Linked DNA regions of Anser cygnoides: region 1 is linked to region 2. The links are chromatin contacts, called in public Hi-C maps. All regions are on one chromosome and are shown on one strand. The core of a region is the stretch at or near the end of the contact, and the rest is flanking DNA. Distances in the headings are between cores, read along the strand shown.

What was found. Hi-C and Micro-C count contacts between places; a contact is called where the count stands out from the background.
Region 1: a Hi-C map of liver shows a contact between it and region 2, with 4 times the contacts expected there. The contact joins the promoter of EIF2D here to the enhancer-like site in region 2. A contact is called at or near these places in 2 of 7 Hi-C or Micro-C datasets (both in liver).

What each region holds. Positions count from the first base shown.
Region 1 is chr25:4,890,065-4,897,129 of Taihu_goose_T2T_genome, reverse strand. EIF2D (eukaryotic translation initiation factor 2D) reads left to right here and starts at 1,614. Exons shown (of 15, transcript XM_048071028.2): 1 at 1,614-1,839; 2 at 2,597-2,787; 3 at 3,487-3,570; 4 at 5,716-5,806; 5 at 6,481-6,588. The coding sequence starts at 1,784. DYRK3 (dual specificity tyrosine phosphorylation regulated kinase 3) reads right to left here and starts at 1,515. Exons shown (of 3, transcript XM_013189733.3): 1 at 1,346-1,515. The coding sequence starts at 1,376.
Region 2 is chr25:4,860,488-4,867,135 of Taihu_goose_T2T_genome, reverse strand. It overlaps RASSF5 (Ras association domain family member 5), which reads right to left. Exons shown (of 6, transcript XM_066982846.1): 2 at 3,741-3,853. Among named protein-coding and RNA genes, the nearest start is that of RASSF5, 10 kb to the right of the region's middle. Within about 2 kb of position 5,150, at least 2 of the 3 cell types and tissues checked have open chromatin away from gene starts, as enhancers often do. A contact at or near this core is called in liver, where this site is marked.

The sequences.
Region 1 (7,065 bases), core at 365-2,864, 34 kb before region 2:
CCCCTTTTTTTCCTTAAGCAGGATAATCCCAAAGTAGCCTCATTGAGAGCGACAATAGAAAATGAGCGCACGCTTAGGCACTTGATCGGACTAGCCTTCGAAGTAGGTTATCCCTTAAAAATGATACGAGGGAATTAGCAGATTTGCTGCAAGAAGCCAAAAAAAAAGGGGGGGGGGGGGGAGGCGGGGGGGTCGCGTTGGTTTGCCCAGCATCCCACAAACGCAACTGAAGAGCCTAAAGCCGAACCCCTTAACGCAACCGACATCAGACCCACGAGCGGCACCACGCTGCTATCGCGACACCGCATCCCGTCAGAGCTCCTGTCGCGACACCGCATCCCGTCAGCGTTCCTGTCACGACTCAGCCGCCTGGCCCAGGATCCCGGTCGCGGCCCCGGGGGGCTGAGGCGGCCCCGGGGGAAGCCGCCCGCCGCCTCCAGGCCCCCCCGCCCCACCAGCAGCCCCCCGAGCGGGGCCGGCTCCCTCCCCCGGCCCCGTGAGGGCAGCGGCGGCGCCGCGCACCGGGGCTCGGCAGAAGGGGAGCCCGGAGGCCGCATTGTTCCGCCGAATCCCCCCACACACACCCCGGGGGGGACCCCGCCGCCGCCTCACCTGCCCCGAGGGGCGCCTCCGGCTTCCTGCCCAGCAGCATGGTGGCGGCGGGGGGCGGCCCCCATCCCTCGTCCCGCCGCCGCCGCCGTCAGGCCCAGCGCTGCCGGGGCGGGCGGGCTGCGGCCGGGGCGGGCGGGCCGCGGCGGGGCCGCCCGTTGCCAGGGGAACCGAGCCCCCGGCCGCGCCTGCGCACTGCGGCCGGGGCGGGCCGGGGCGGGCAGGGCGCGGCGCTGCCCCCTCACGGCGGGGACGGGGCTGAGGAGCCCCCCGCCGGCGGGGAGCCTCGCGCACGCCTTCAGGCAACCGTTAGCGGCCGTTTCCTTCACGGGCAGGGCCCGGCCTCGCCGCACCGTCTCCTGAGGGAGTCGTGGAGCTGCCTTCCAACCGAGGAGCCCCCGCTGTGCCGCCCCCGAGGGGCTCGGCGCAGCTCCGGCTGCAGAAATAACGCCCCGCAGCCGCGCCGGCCTCGTTTTTCTTTTTTTTTTCTTTCTGTGGGCTCAGGGGTTGCAGTAATCAAGCGACGCCCGAGATAACCGGCGGTGCAAGCAGGCTGGATTGCTGTCTGTGACACGGAGATAAAGGCTCTCCCCTAGCACCGTGGAGGTGTTGGTCGCTGTCCCGAGCCCCCTGCACCACAACAGACACTAAAAAGTGCCCCTCTCAAAGTCGTTTTCTGTATTTTAGGCTTGTACCCAAAACCGCTTAGCTTTATGCAGCCTTTGGGTTTTACTACCTCCTCCCCTCTCAGCATGCTGGTGCCTCATCACTCCTCGTCCGTGCCCGTGGGGACCTAGGCAGTGCTTCCCCTCAGCTCCAGCGAGCACCCTCCACGAAACTAAGCGTTTGGAACGAAGAAAACTTATTAATGCAAAACCTCCCGCAACACCCCCACGCCTTTAACCTTCCCCGCTACCAACAGCCTGGCGGAGCCTTCACCGCCGCCTCCTGCGCGGCGTGCAGGGATTAAAACAGAGCAGCCCGGAGCGGCTGGATCCCGGGCACGGACCGGTTCCAGCTTTGGGGACGTTTGGTGGCTGCATTTTTGCTCTAAACTCCCCCGGAGCCGTGCCGTGCCGTGCCGTGCCGGGAGGCGGTTTCCACCCGGACGCCTTTGTGCCGCGGGACGGCGCCATGGCGGCTGCCGCGGCCTGAGGGGAGCCGGGCGCCCGCCATGTTCTGCCGGGCGTTCCGGGTGCGCTCCAGCACCGCCATCAAGGGCTCCGACCGGTGAGTGCCGGGCCGCGGCCGCGCTCCGCTGAGGGGAGCGGCTCCACCCGCCTCGGCCGAGCCGGGCTCGGCCCCGGGGCGGCGGTGGGAACAGCGCTGAGGCGAGCGGCGCGTCCCCGGGCGCAGCGGGGAAGGAGCCGGGGCCTGAGGCGCGGCTGCTGTCGCCTCGGGGCTGTGGGCGCCGTGAGCTCCCCCCCAGGACGCAGACTGCTTTGTGCATGAAGGCACAGCCGTAACTGGGCTCGCCTAGCTGATCTGTCTTTATCTTGGCTTGCGTCGCGGTGCTGGGCTGACTTGTTGGTATCTGAGATTCACCCCACGCTTCTGTGCAACACCCCACAAACCCCATTTTGTGCCTCTTAAACATCTCTTGGAACTGCCCAAAGAGCGTGTGGGGAGAGGGACCCGTCTACAGCCCCTGCAGTACTGTGCTGGAGGGTGGTGCTGGCAGGCCCCGTAGCGCAGGTGGGTGCTCGGGCATTCGGAGCCATCCCAAAATCACAGAGCGCCACAGCAGCTGTAAACAGGTGTTAAGGAAGAATAGGAACAGGGAAAACGTATTTGGCCTTTTCTCCCTGTGTTCTCCCAGCATGCAGCTATTTCATGTGTAAACCCAGACACAGATGCCCCAGATTGTCTTCAGGGAAAACGTGGGAATCCTGTGAATAGCCACCAAAGTAGCAACTGTTTATGTTGGAGTTATTTTACGAGAGGGTCTAGACAGGTTTGTAACATGTTTGTGATTTTATCATTACAGGAGAAAGCTACGAGCTGATGTTGCAGCAGCTTTTCCAAATCTTAGTGGCGAACAATTAACTGAGTTTATTCCAAACAAGGAGGAGCTTAATGTCGTCAAAATATACACTCACAAAGGGGAGGCTGTCACGGTTTATACGAACAACAGGAACCCAATACTGTTTGAAGTTGAGAAAGCTCTGTATCCAACAGGTATGGGTAGTGGACTGGAATAATCCTCCCTCTTTACTTACTGGACACCAACTTTTCCCCAAAAGATTTGCTTGTGTCTAAGTACTTACCTGTCTCCCATCCCTATAGTATCTGCACGCTTCGTAATCTTTAATGTGCTTATTCTACCATATTCTGTGTGAAATCCAGCAGCATTTCTGGATTCTTTTGCAAAAGGAAAATTGAGGTGCTGAGAGGATAGAAACTAGAAAACAAATGTTTTAAGTCATAGGATAGCATCGTAGCACCTTTTCCTCTTTTGTCCACTGCAAGGTGTTATTCCAACAAGCAGGATGATGTCCACTTTCAGACAGCCATGGAATTAGGCAACAAACTGCTGTGATATTCTCTGGTTTTATTTTTCCCATACACAGTAATTCTTTCCTGTCCGAGTAGCAGTTTAGCTCAAAGTGGCCTCCTTGATTTAAGGAAAATAATTCAAACATTCATCTATATCCTTAAAATAATTCACGTAAAGGAACTGCTGCTTAATTTAAGCTTTTCTCCATCGCATCTATTAATTATATTAGGATCATTCTGACTTTAGATGTCTTGATTATCTGAATAACAGGCGAGTGGTTAATAGTGGTTAGTACAGTACAGCTTAATCTTAAAGATGGTAAGAAGCAACAACTAGTGAAGTATTTTACTGATGCATCTTTAAATTCTGTTTTGGGACAGTGTATGCTTTGTGGGTCTACCCAGATCTTCTCCCTGCTTTTTCGACATGGCCTCCCGTGCTACAGAAGCTAGCAGGAGGAGCAGGTAAGAGGACTAGAACTTTGTCACATCATATTGCGAAAAGGAATTGCCTTTGGGGCTTTTTGGTGTTATCTTTCCCAGTGACAAAAATGTACCTGCAACTATGAAAAATGAAAAAGTATAACGAGTATTTACTCAGAAAGTACTTCATCTTGGTATCCCTAAAAGGAAAATAAATTAGCAGTAGATAAATTTGTGAATGAGAAAGTAGGTTAAGCTGTTTAAACGCTGTAATCTGTTCCATGTGAGAGTCTCAGGTTTGGAAATTCCTTCTCAGGGTGTAAAGTTGATCAGTGACTTTGAACTGGGACACTGAACTGCCTGTGTAACTGGTCTGGTTTTTATAACACTCCTTGGGCAGCTGACTTCATCTGCTGCCATCCTGCTTCCTGTCAATTCAGAGGTGAGCTCGTATGGATAAGGTAGTTGACAGTGATTAGGCTTGTAGGTTCCAATATCAAGTAAATTGTGGATTGTGAAGGTGAGGTTGGATTTGAATTCCTGGATTATTGGCTCTATCCGCTACTTATGGATCAAGACTGGCAAGAAAGGACTCATATTTTCTGGAACCTGCTTTGGATGCAGTTCAGAATCATGAGAGTCAGGCCTTTAGAACATGAAATAGCAGAACTGCTCAACCAGGAAAAGATTGAATTCCAGCCGTTGCAGCCTTAATCTGTAAGTGGAAGTGTACAGTGTAGAAAGAGATGTCTTTTCCATTACGCAGTATCTAGAGTAAAAGTACTCAAATCCCTCTGTTCAGTTTGCTCTTGGGGAAATAAAGTGCATGAATGTGTAGCTGTGATAGACATCTAAGCAAGCCTTGTTGCTGACTTGTGGCCTAGTTTCTGGAGAAAAAAAAAAAGTTAATGGGGGAAGAACATTGATGAAAGAGGGATGCAGGTGATTCATTTCCCATGGCAACCAGGCTACCTCTGGGTACGATCCAAAGATACGATAACTGGGCACTGAGACAATGGCCAGTGAAAGCAGAGAACAGAGACAGAGCCATGCCGCATAAATAGGAGGAGGGGTACGAGACTATCCAGCACTACAGATGTGGAGAGAGGGAGAGAGCAGACTTTAGGGAACAGTCAAGAAGCAAGGCAGTGCTGTTCACGATACCTGTTCCCTGAATTCAAAGATCTCACTGCCTGCCCTGGTTATTTACATGGTACATACATGCTGCTTACCTTGTCATGCTAAGGTTCTTATAATGATTTCTGTCCTCAGAGATGTGGAGCCTTGGTTGCAATTGCAGAGTTCATTCTAGATTTTCTGGAGGTAGTTGTGACAGTGAATGGGAGGAAAAATATTGGTGGCCTCTTCAGCATACGTATTAAAACTAAGATGCTGAGGAAAAAGTGGAGATGGCTTCAAACCAAACCATGGAACGCAGGTCAGTCCATGAGACTGCGAGGTCTAGATTATTCTAGCTACAGGGAAGGAGAGCAGATGACCTTAACGTAATTTGGTGATAACATGGTGCTGCTATATATGTTGCATGGAAAACTTGAACTCATGTGCCAGTCTGTTCATCCCAGGCACGGAAAGTGGAAAGAAGCACACGACAAAGCCCGCTTGTTTCTGTCCAGATCAGCAAGGAGATGGTTCAGGCTGCTTCCTCATGCTGAGGAGAGTTCGCAGCTGAGTGCTAAGCTATTACCAGATCAGGAGGGTCGGGTAAATTGGGAAATTGTAGGCAATTCTCTGTTCTAGGAGAGAGTTGGTGGGATAACCTGCCCTTGGGACAGGGAAGAATAAAAAGGTGGTTCCACACACGTCTTTATTCCTGTCTCTTTCCATATCATTAATAAAGAGCAGTGCTGTCTGGCCTGGGAGCTCATACCTTTCTGTTAAAAGCAGTGCCCCTTTGGGGCCTGACGGGCAAGGGGCTGAGCATTTTTAGCTCTTCTTCTTTTTTGGGATGTGCACGCCATCATAAATAGGATCCTTTAATCCACAGGGTGGTAGCAGGAAATACTACCTTACTAGGAAAAAACAGAGAATCATGTTTTCTCTGGCATGGGCCCAGCTGTTAACAGGCTTGTGTTTTTGCTGAGTAATGGGGAGGGGGTGGGCGGGGAGTGGGGGAGTGGAGGAGGTCGTGGCTGAATCTTTCATTGAGAAATGGATGCTTTTTTCCAGATCTGATGCTGCCAGGAGTAATAGTGCCACCTTCTGGCTTTCCGCAAGTAGAGCGGGGCATGCTCTGTGCTGTCACCCTCTTGGGAAACAGGTACGGAGGACTCCTTACTCATACCTTGTCTTAGAAACTAACGCTGAAAAGAAAGCTGTTTTTTTACATGGAGACTCTGGGGCTTTTGAGGAAATAAAAGCAGAATTATTCTCGTGCATTTGATGCACGGTGGACCTAAGGCACGTAAAATTGGGCAGAAGAAAATACCCAGTTAAGTTTCTGGGTTGGGATATGTTTGAGCTTGGGTGAAAAGCTATGTAAAGTGGTTCGTTTGGACCTCTTGGGGCCTAACTGGTGGATTTGTTTTGAAACAGTAATTTTTAACAAAATACTGTATTCTACACAGTTGTCTTTTTGTCTGGAAACTCGGAGAGAGGGAACAGTGCTAATTCTATCATTTCTTTTTCCCGTTAGCCTCTGTTAGTAGTACTTGTGCTTCTTGAACTTTCTAAAGGGAAGGATGTGTCACTGCCCAACTTTCACTTCAGTATCACAACTGCACATATCCTTGGGATTCTTTGGAAGACCTTACGTACCAGAAAGATTGGACAAAACCCCAAAATGCCTAGATGCTTAAAAAAAAACCAAACAGTCTGTAAAGCGCAAGGACATTGTAAAAGAAACCCAGTATATCACAATGGCACGGTTCTTTGTTGTTCAGGTAGCACAGTGTATTTGTGCTGCCCTGCTCTAACGTTCCTGTCTTTTCCCAGAGCTCCAGTAGCTGTCACAGTTGCCACCATGTCCACTGTGGAGATGCTGGCTGCTGGAATGAAAGGGAAAGGCTTCGCTGTGTTGCATACTTACATGGATCATCTCTGGTGAGTATATGGCCAGGCATTTGGTAAAATGTTTAACAATTCTTAAATGCTTACTGAAAATCAAAATCTGTGTCCCAGTTCTCTTAATCTGTCAGTTCAACGTACATATTGAGTTATTTGGGTACAATTTAGATAAGACCCCTGTTAAGGCTTTAGCTGTGCTACATGTTTTGGATGACCATGCTTTTCTGACAGAGGCAGTTGTCTGTCATGAGGTCTATCTACGTGCAGATTGGAAATGTATATATTGCAAGTTATTCACTTGATTCTGTTACTTCAAGTGAGTGCAATTATTATTAGAAATGAAACTAGATCATCCCCATTACTCTAATTTTAGAATATCTTCCTGTTCTATAAAACTTTGAATCATTTTTGCATTAAAAAGGTCAACCATGCCAATCTCAACCGAATAAATGAGTTGCTCTGCATTTGGATTCAACTAATTGCTTACTTTTAAATAAAGATTCATGGGGGAAC
Region 2 (6,648 bases), core at 3,901-6,400:
CCCCCGCAGCATCGCCTCCCCCTTCCTGCTGCGCGGCCCTGCCGCTTCCTCTTGCGAGATTTCTCACCCTGCACGCAGGGACGAGGTGCTGGGCTCGGCCCCGGGTCCCCCCCAAAGCCTCCCGCGTGCCTGCTGCCCAAAACCACATCGCCGTCGCGGGCTGGCTTCTTGCTCCTTCTGTTAGCGCATCCCCGGGAGCCGCACTGCATCTGCTGGGAAACGAGCCCAGGCTGGACCGAGCCCGAAGGATGCTCGAGGAGCTGTGCGGCCCCAAAAGGTGGTGGGGAAGGGGGGCTGGCGACGACATAGCCCCAAACCCTCCCCAGGGGTGCCGGGAGCCCTGGGCAGTGCAGGAGGCAGCGGGTGCCTCCCTGCTGGTTCTGGGGAGCAGCGATTCCAGCAGAGCCTCCCCCAGCTGGGGCAGGACCAGTTGCCAGCCAGAAAAATGCAACCCAGCTCCTCGAACCCGTTTGCAGGAAGCCCTCACTGCAGAGGGATGAAAACACAGTGAGGGGCTCGGGAAGAGCTCCCCAAACACCAGCAGCATCCCTGCTCCCTGTCGGAAACTCAGCCTGGCCCCTGCTCGGGGCTGCCTCCTCCGTCCTCTGCTCCCCTGGCCTGGAGCAAGGGGACTCCAGCCTGCTTTGTGGCTCTTCTCGAGCTATAAACATTTAGGAACTTCACAGGCAGGGAACACATTTTTCTTCTCCTCCGCAACCCCGTTCCTATGGTTTGTGTGAGTCTCTTCCAACAGGGCCCAATCCAGCACGGGGGCGAAGGAAGCTGCAGCCGACCCCAGCGCACAGCCCCGCGCTCCCCCCTCGCAGCACGCTCACACGCATCCAGTTCCCTCTGCAGCCCTCACAGTCAGGTTAATCCCAGGTGAAACCCCATGAACAGTGCTCGGCAGCAGCCAAAGCAGCATCATAATTATTTCAGAAAGGGAAAGGGAACAAGGCCTGAAGGTACTGTGCCACTGAGTAAATCCATCCCAGGCACACACTTCAAATACTTCATGCAAGACCTGGCCAGCCAGCCCACCCCACCCCAATGAATAAAAAATGACAAGAGGTGCGGAGAAGGGCAGCACAGACCAGAGGTACAACAAGGTTTCCATTCCTGGAGCCAGCCTAGGTCAGGAAAGAAGGAACCGGAGAGAGCACAGACATGATGGAGAGCTGTGAAATCATGGGAGATGTTTACATTAATAACATAGTAAGTTCCAAACCAAAAGGAAGAGCACCCTCCCATGCCATCCATGAACTCATCACCAGGTGCTCTGGCAGGTGGAGGTACAAAGGTTCAGCAGGAAAAGCTCCCAGAGGTTTGGGTGCAGCCCCCAGGAGACCCCAGCGCACGCTTGCAGAAGGCCCTGGAGCAGCCCACCAGGCAAGGCACTGCTGTGCCCAGAGGGCTGCTCTCCTGTTGAGTCCTTCATGTCCCTTTCAAGGCACAATTCCCACCACCAAGAGCTATTTTTACACCACACCAGCGAGCCCAGGGAGCTGGCAGGCAGGAGCCTTGGCTCGAGTTCCCGGCTCGAGTAGCTGCAGTAGGACCATCAGCAAACCACGTCTGTGCAGAGGGGCTGCCCCTCGCCCCGTCAGCTCACAGGGACCCTTCAGCTGCTCTGCAAGGGCTCCCAGACCCTTGCGCAAACCCCATCCATCCACTCCTGAAAACCTCTTCCCCTCCTGACAGGCTGCAGACGGCGTTTCGCACCCTTCCATCCGTATCCCTTAGCTGAAGGACTTGAATTGCTACGAGGCTTTGAGAGCTCTGCACCCCCAAGCCAGCAACATGAATACGAAATGGGATGTCAGCACAAGCCGTGCAGCAGGACGCAACACCTGCATCTCAAAGCAGAAGGCAAGAATCCAAACGGCGTATTTACAAAGCTACTTGTAACACCGCAAAAAAAATCAGCTGTCCTCTTAGCAACGTGCATCCTTCTGCAGTGGCACCAAGCTCCGCAGCTTCACCAGGCTATATTTAGCAGAGCAAGAGGCTTACATCGAGCATGCACGGCACGAGCAGAAAGCGAGCGCTGGGCCCACGAAGGGTGCAGGGGTTGGATCCCCACTGAAGCCTCAGCCCTGGGCATTTTGGGGTGAAAACAGAAGAATGAGCTACAGCAGCAGCCGTGCTGCAGGGGCTGTGCAGGTGGAGCGGTCACAGCTGGCACTGCTGCCCCATGCAAAGCTTCCCCGAGCAGCCTCAGCTTTGCCACTGCAGATCACTGCCTGGGAAGTCGCCACCATTAAAAAAGTAAAATAAAATCTGATTTTGACCCTTTTGTCCAGCGTCAGTCTGCGCTCGAGCCGACCTGCAGAACAAACCAGCGCCCGGGTGCAAACCTCTGAGCAGACCAAGGGCCGCAGCCCTGGTGCTGAGCCCAGCAGAGCTTTCGCCAGCTTCAGCGGAGCCTGGATTTCACCCAGGGAGACTAATCGGGGACCCGAACGTAACGCTGTCTTAAGTACTTTGCTGGATCAAAGCCTGAATTATTAATGCCTGGTACTACACGGCAGCAGTATTTAACTGCGTGATATTAAAGCAGCTATTTCTCCAGTGCTTCTGGTTTGCTTACATTTGTAATGCTATTTACTGACTTCCAACTATGCCACCTCTTAATTGAAGTTTCCTGCGTTTCCAGAAGCCAATCCCCTTTTTTTCCCTTGGTGTATTACGGCACCCTATTAGTCTCTTTCTGAAATACTGACACTATTTCCCCTTCACCTCTCCTTTTTCAAGCAGCAAGAACTACTTGGCCAACAGCAGCACAACAGGAACGTGGCTGTGTACTCCCCCTTATGGGCCTAGGTCGTGCAAACCTGAACATCCACCTCTCTTCCCAAATCCCAGCCATCAGGGTGTCCAAGCCCAAAAGGCGTAAGGGATGCAGGCACTGCTGGTCCCTGGTACACTTCTCAAAAGCGCAAACAAGAACAGATTTATTGCTGTGATTCACCCTCATACCAGACCCCTGGCACCCCAGCAGTGCAGCCTTTCCCGGGACAGGGAATGCCCAGCCGGGGCCCCAGGGCAGGCGTACGTACAGCCTGCAGCTGTAATCAGAGGGATTTTTGCTCCCCAGGCACGTGGGGGGATGACGCCAGGGTCACATCAGTGACAAACTGCTGCAAAGCGTGGGCTCCGTGTTCATTATCAGAGCCATCAATAACCCCGGCTGCCCTCGTCACCCTGAAGAAGAAACACCTCTTCCTAGTTTTTCTAAAAATGAAGCTTTTTTTTTTTTTTTTAAAATGTCGCTGGGGGAAACCCGCTGACATTTGAGGGAGATGTAAACAAACAGCTACGGCTTCACGCCCTTATTCAAATAACTCAGGGAGAGCCCCTCCAGCCCCAGCAGCTCACGGCAGCACCACGCACAGGCGCAGCACAGCATTTACATGCATCCCGCGCCAAAAACAAACAAACCACCTTGTTGATGGTGCTTCCTCCAGATTTTCTTGACACCAGATAAAGCCAGCTGTTGAAGTGGCTGCGTGCTGCTGTGCTGCCGGTTTAGCAGCAGTGGATTATGCGAGCAAAAGCGAGGAGCGCTGCCTGTGTCCGATCCTGTCCCTCCCCGTGCGGATCAGACCCAATTCGGGCAGGTTTTGACCTGCCTGTGACAAAACATCCCCCTGTCAAACCCTTCGGGAGCAAGAAACAGGTCGTAGAGAGATGGGGTTGAGCATCGCAAGGCGACCGCCACCACGGGGACCCCGGCGTACCTGGCTGCAGGGAGGCACGAGGGTGCTCTCGGGCGAGAGCTGGCCGGGGCCGGGCCGGCGGCAGTCCAGCTGGATGAGGCTGCGGCACTGCGGGTGGCACGTGTACCTGCAGTCTGCAGAGAGAGGAGAACACAGTGAGCACCCGCTCCCCGCTGGGGGGGAGCCCGGGAGCCCTAAGGCAGGGTCTCCGAGCTGCAGACGGGGGCAAGCAGCAGCAAAGCCCAGCTGTAAAGACCGCTCCCGCGCCCTCTCCCCAGGGAACCTCGCGTTAGGACGCTCTGGCACGGGCAATGCTCCCGCCTCGTGTCCTGCCGCCTTTCCCCGACCCGCTGGAGCACCAACATACCAGACACGGGATGTGCCCGAGCCCCACCAGACCCACACGGCCTCATGCCCCTTCCCTGCTGAGCTTCTGAGGAACGCCACAGCGCCAGCAGCAAAGCTTGGCCACGAGAGAAAGGACGCTTGATTTCCTTTTCATGAGGAAAAGGACGCTTAATTCTCCAGCGTCAAGGGGCAAACCACCCCGGTATCAGACAGAAGTCAGACTATGTCAGGTCACCAGCTGTGAACATTTCAAAGGGGGGTTGCAGTGACCGAGGCGTGGATTTACCACCAGAGTGCCCCAAAACCAGGACGCAGGTGGTGGCCGTGACCTACAAGCCCCCGGCAGGCTGCCCTGGGGCAGCCAGGCGTTGGCACAACATGTTTGCTTTGGCTGCTGCCCCGTCCTGCTGCGGGCCATTAACTAGCTCCAGGCAGGGATTCCACGGAGAGCCCTGGGATCGCCTCCTGGGGCACGCACCTTGCTCTGCCTTGGGCACGGCCAGCACCTCCTGTCCGACATGGCAGCAGTCACCCCCCCCCCATCCCCCCCAGGGTTTTTCCCCCAAAAGCCACACTCCTCCGTTCTCCCCTGAGAGCAGCCACCAGCCTCCTTCTGCTTTAACAGCCCTTCCAACCCGTTTAATGTTTAACTGCCCTACAAATGCCATTAAAGCAACTTTTTACACCATCCAAAATTCCAGTGCGGTCACTGACCTGAAAAATAAAATAAAAAAATCCCCCCCAAAGCAAGGCAAAAGAGTTGACGCAGCAGAAGGAGACAGGACTTTGGATGCTCTCGGGTGCACCGAAAGCACGCCTTGCGCTTGCTGCTGCAGTGCAGCAAACCCACGCAGCGACACCACCGCGGCCGAGCAGGATCCTTCCTGCCCCTGCTGCCCCCAGCGCATGCGCGACACGAGCCCAGCAGCACGGCGTCCCCACAGGCCTCGGAGCCCCCACGGCAGCCAGCAGCTCGTTGCAAAGCAGCCCGGGCTCCCCCCGCCCCTCCTGCTGCCTCTGCAGCACTGCGTGGCGGCTCTGTGCCGTTTTTTGCTATTTATTTATTTTTGCACTGCTCTGAGTCGCTTGGAAATCTATAGATATTTCACCAATGCCAGTAGGGTCCTTTGATATCTCCATGGAAATCGGCTGGCGCTCGAGCAAGACGGGCTCGGGGCAGCTCGCGGCCCTGGGGTGGAGGAAAGCCGGGGCTCCTGCAGCACGGGGACAGGAGGAGCCGTGTCTCGCGGGGAGCAGGGCACTGCTGGGGCCCCGTGGGGACAGGAGACCCCCCTGGTGCTCTCCCAAAAGAGCCAGCACAGCTTGAAGCATGAGATTCCTTTACTGCTGTGAATTTCACATCATCACGCACCTTCCAGAGCAGACCTGGAGCGGGGGATATGCCTCGAAGCTCCCGGCAAAGGACTCGCACATGCACGTCTGAGCCCCTCCAAAAACCAGTAACGTTGACACCAGAACAGGAGTCCCCTCTGCAGGAAAACCCACATTTTCCTGTATTCTACTTATTTTTCCCTCCCTTTGGCTTTCAAGTCATTGCTTTTGAATGTCTCAGGTTTGCAGGAAAGCAAAGCAATGTCCCACCTTTGCTCCAGCAACAGGGATTCCTGCTCAGCCCCACGAACGCTCCCACGCGGGAATGCCCAAGAACAGAGCTGGTGCCTGGGGGCAGAGCATCGCCTCCAGGGGAGGCAGGGGAATCGTTTCTCATTCATCTGGCACCAGCTGTCTGTCATTCTCCTCTTCCAAGTCAGTTGTCTCAAGTAAGCCTGGGGGAAAGCAGGGAGCCTTGCCTTTTTTTTTTAATTGGAGATAAGCTGAGCAGTTACATGGTAATTTAATGCATGACCTTCTGAGCAACTGAACCAGGGGACATTCACCAAGTCTCTGCTGGAGGTGCCAACCTGAGGGGGCTTCAGGTGCAGCCCCCCCTGAGCACCCGGCGCCAGCAGAGCAGGGCTCTGGGTCCCTGCGTGAGGCCACCAAGGGCTGTGCTGCTCTCCTTACCCCTGACCAGGAAAAAAAAAAAAAAATTAACCATTCCCTGCTGCCTATTTTATCCAGGATTTTCAGATTTAGACAGCTTGCCCCGACCACAGCCCATGGGGCAGGAAGGCTGCAGCACCTGCACGCGGCGAGGTCCGAAATACGTAATATTGACCACAGAAATCACAGCTCCCGAGCACACCTCCGGATCGGGCCCATTGCGGGCAGGCATTTCTTTGCAGGATTACAGCACGACACCTCCTTAGTCACCAGCACCTATTAGCAGACCTAATCACCCCGTATCTGGCAGGGAGCACTAATTTTAGAAAGCCAGCACAGCTTTAGGAAGCAGCCACGTGACAGGCTTGCCAGGAGCCACCGAAGCAGGATGCCTCCACTTAGGCTTTGAGATAATTTCTATTCCAGTCGAACAAAGCAACACTTGGAAAGGCAGTTTCTTTTTAAAGGGAAAAAAAAAAACAAAAACCCAAAAATGTGATCCCAATATAGAAAAAGAGAAACACACACAAAAAAACAAACTAGTGGCTGAAAAGAATTTCCCTTTATCCACAGATAA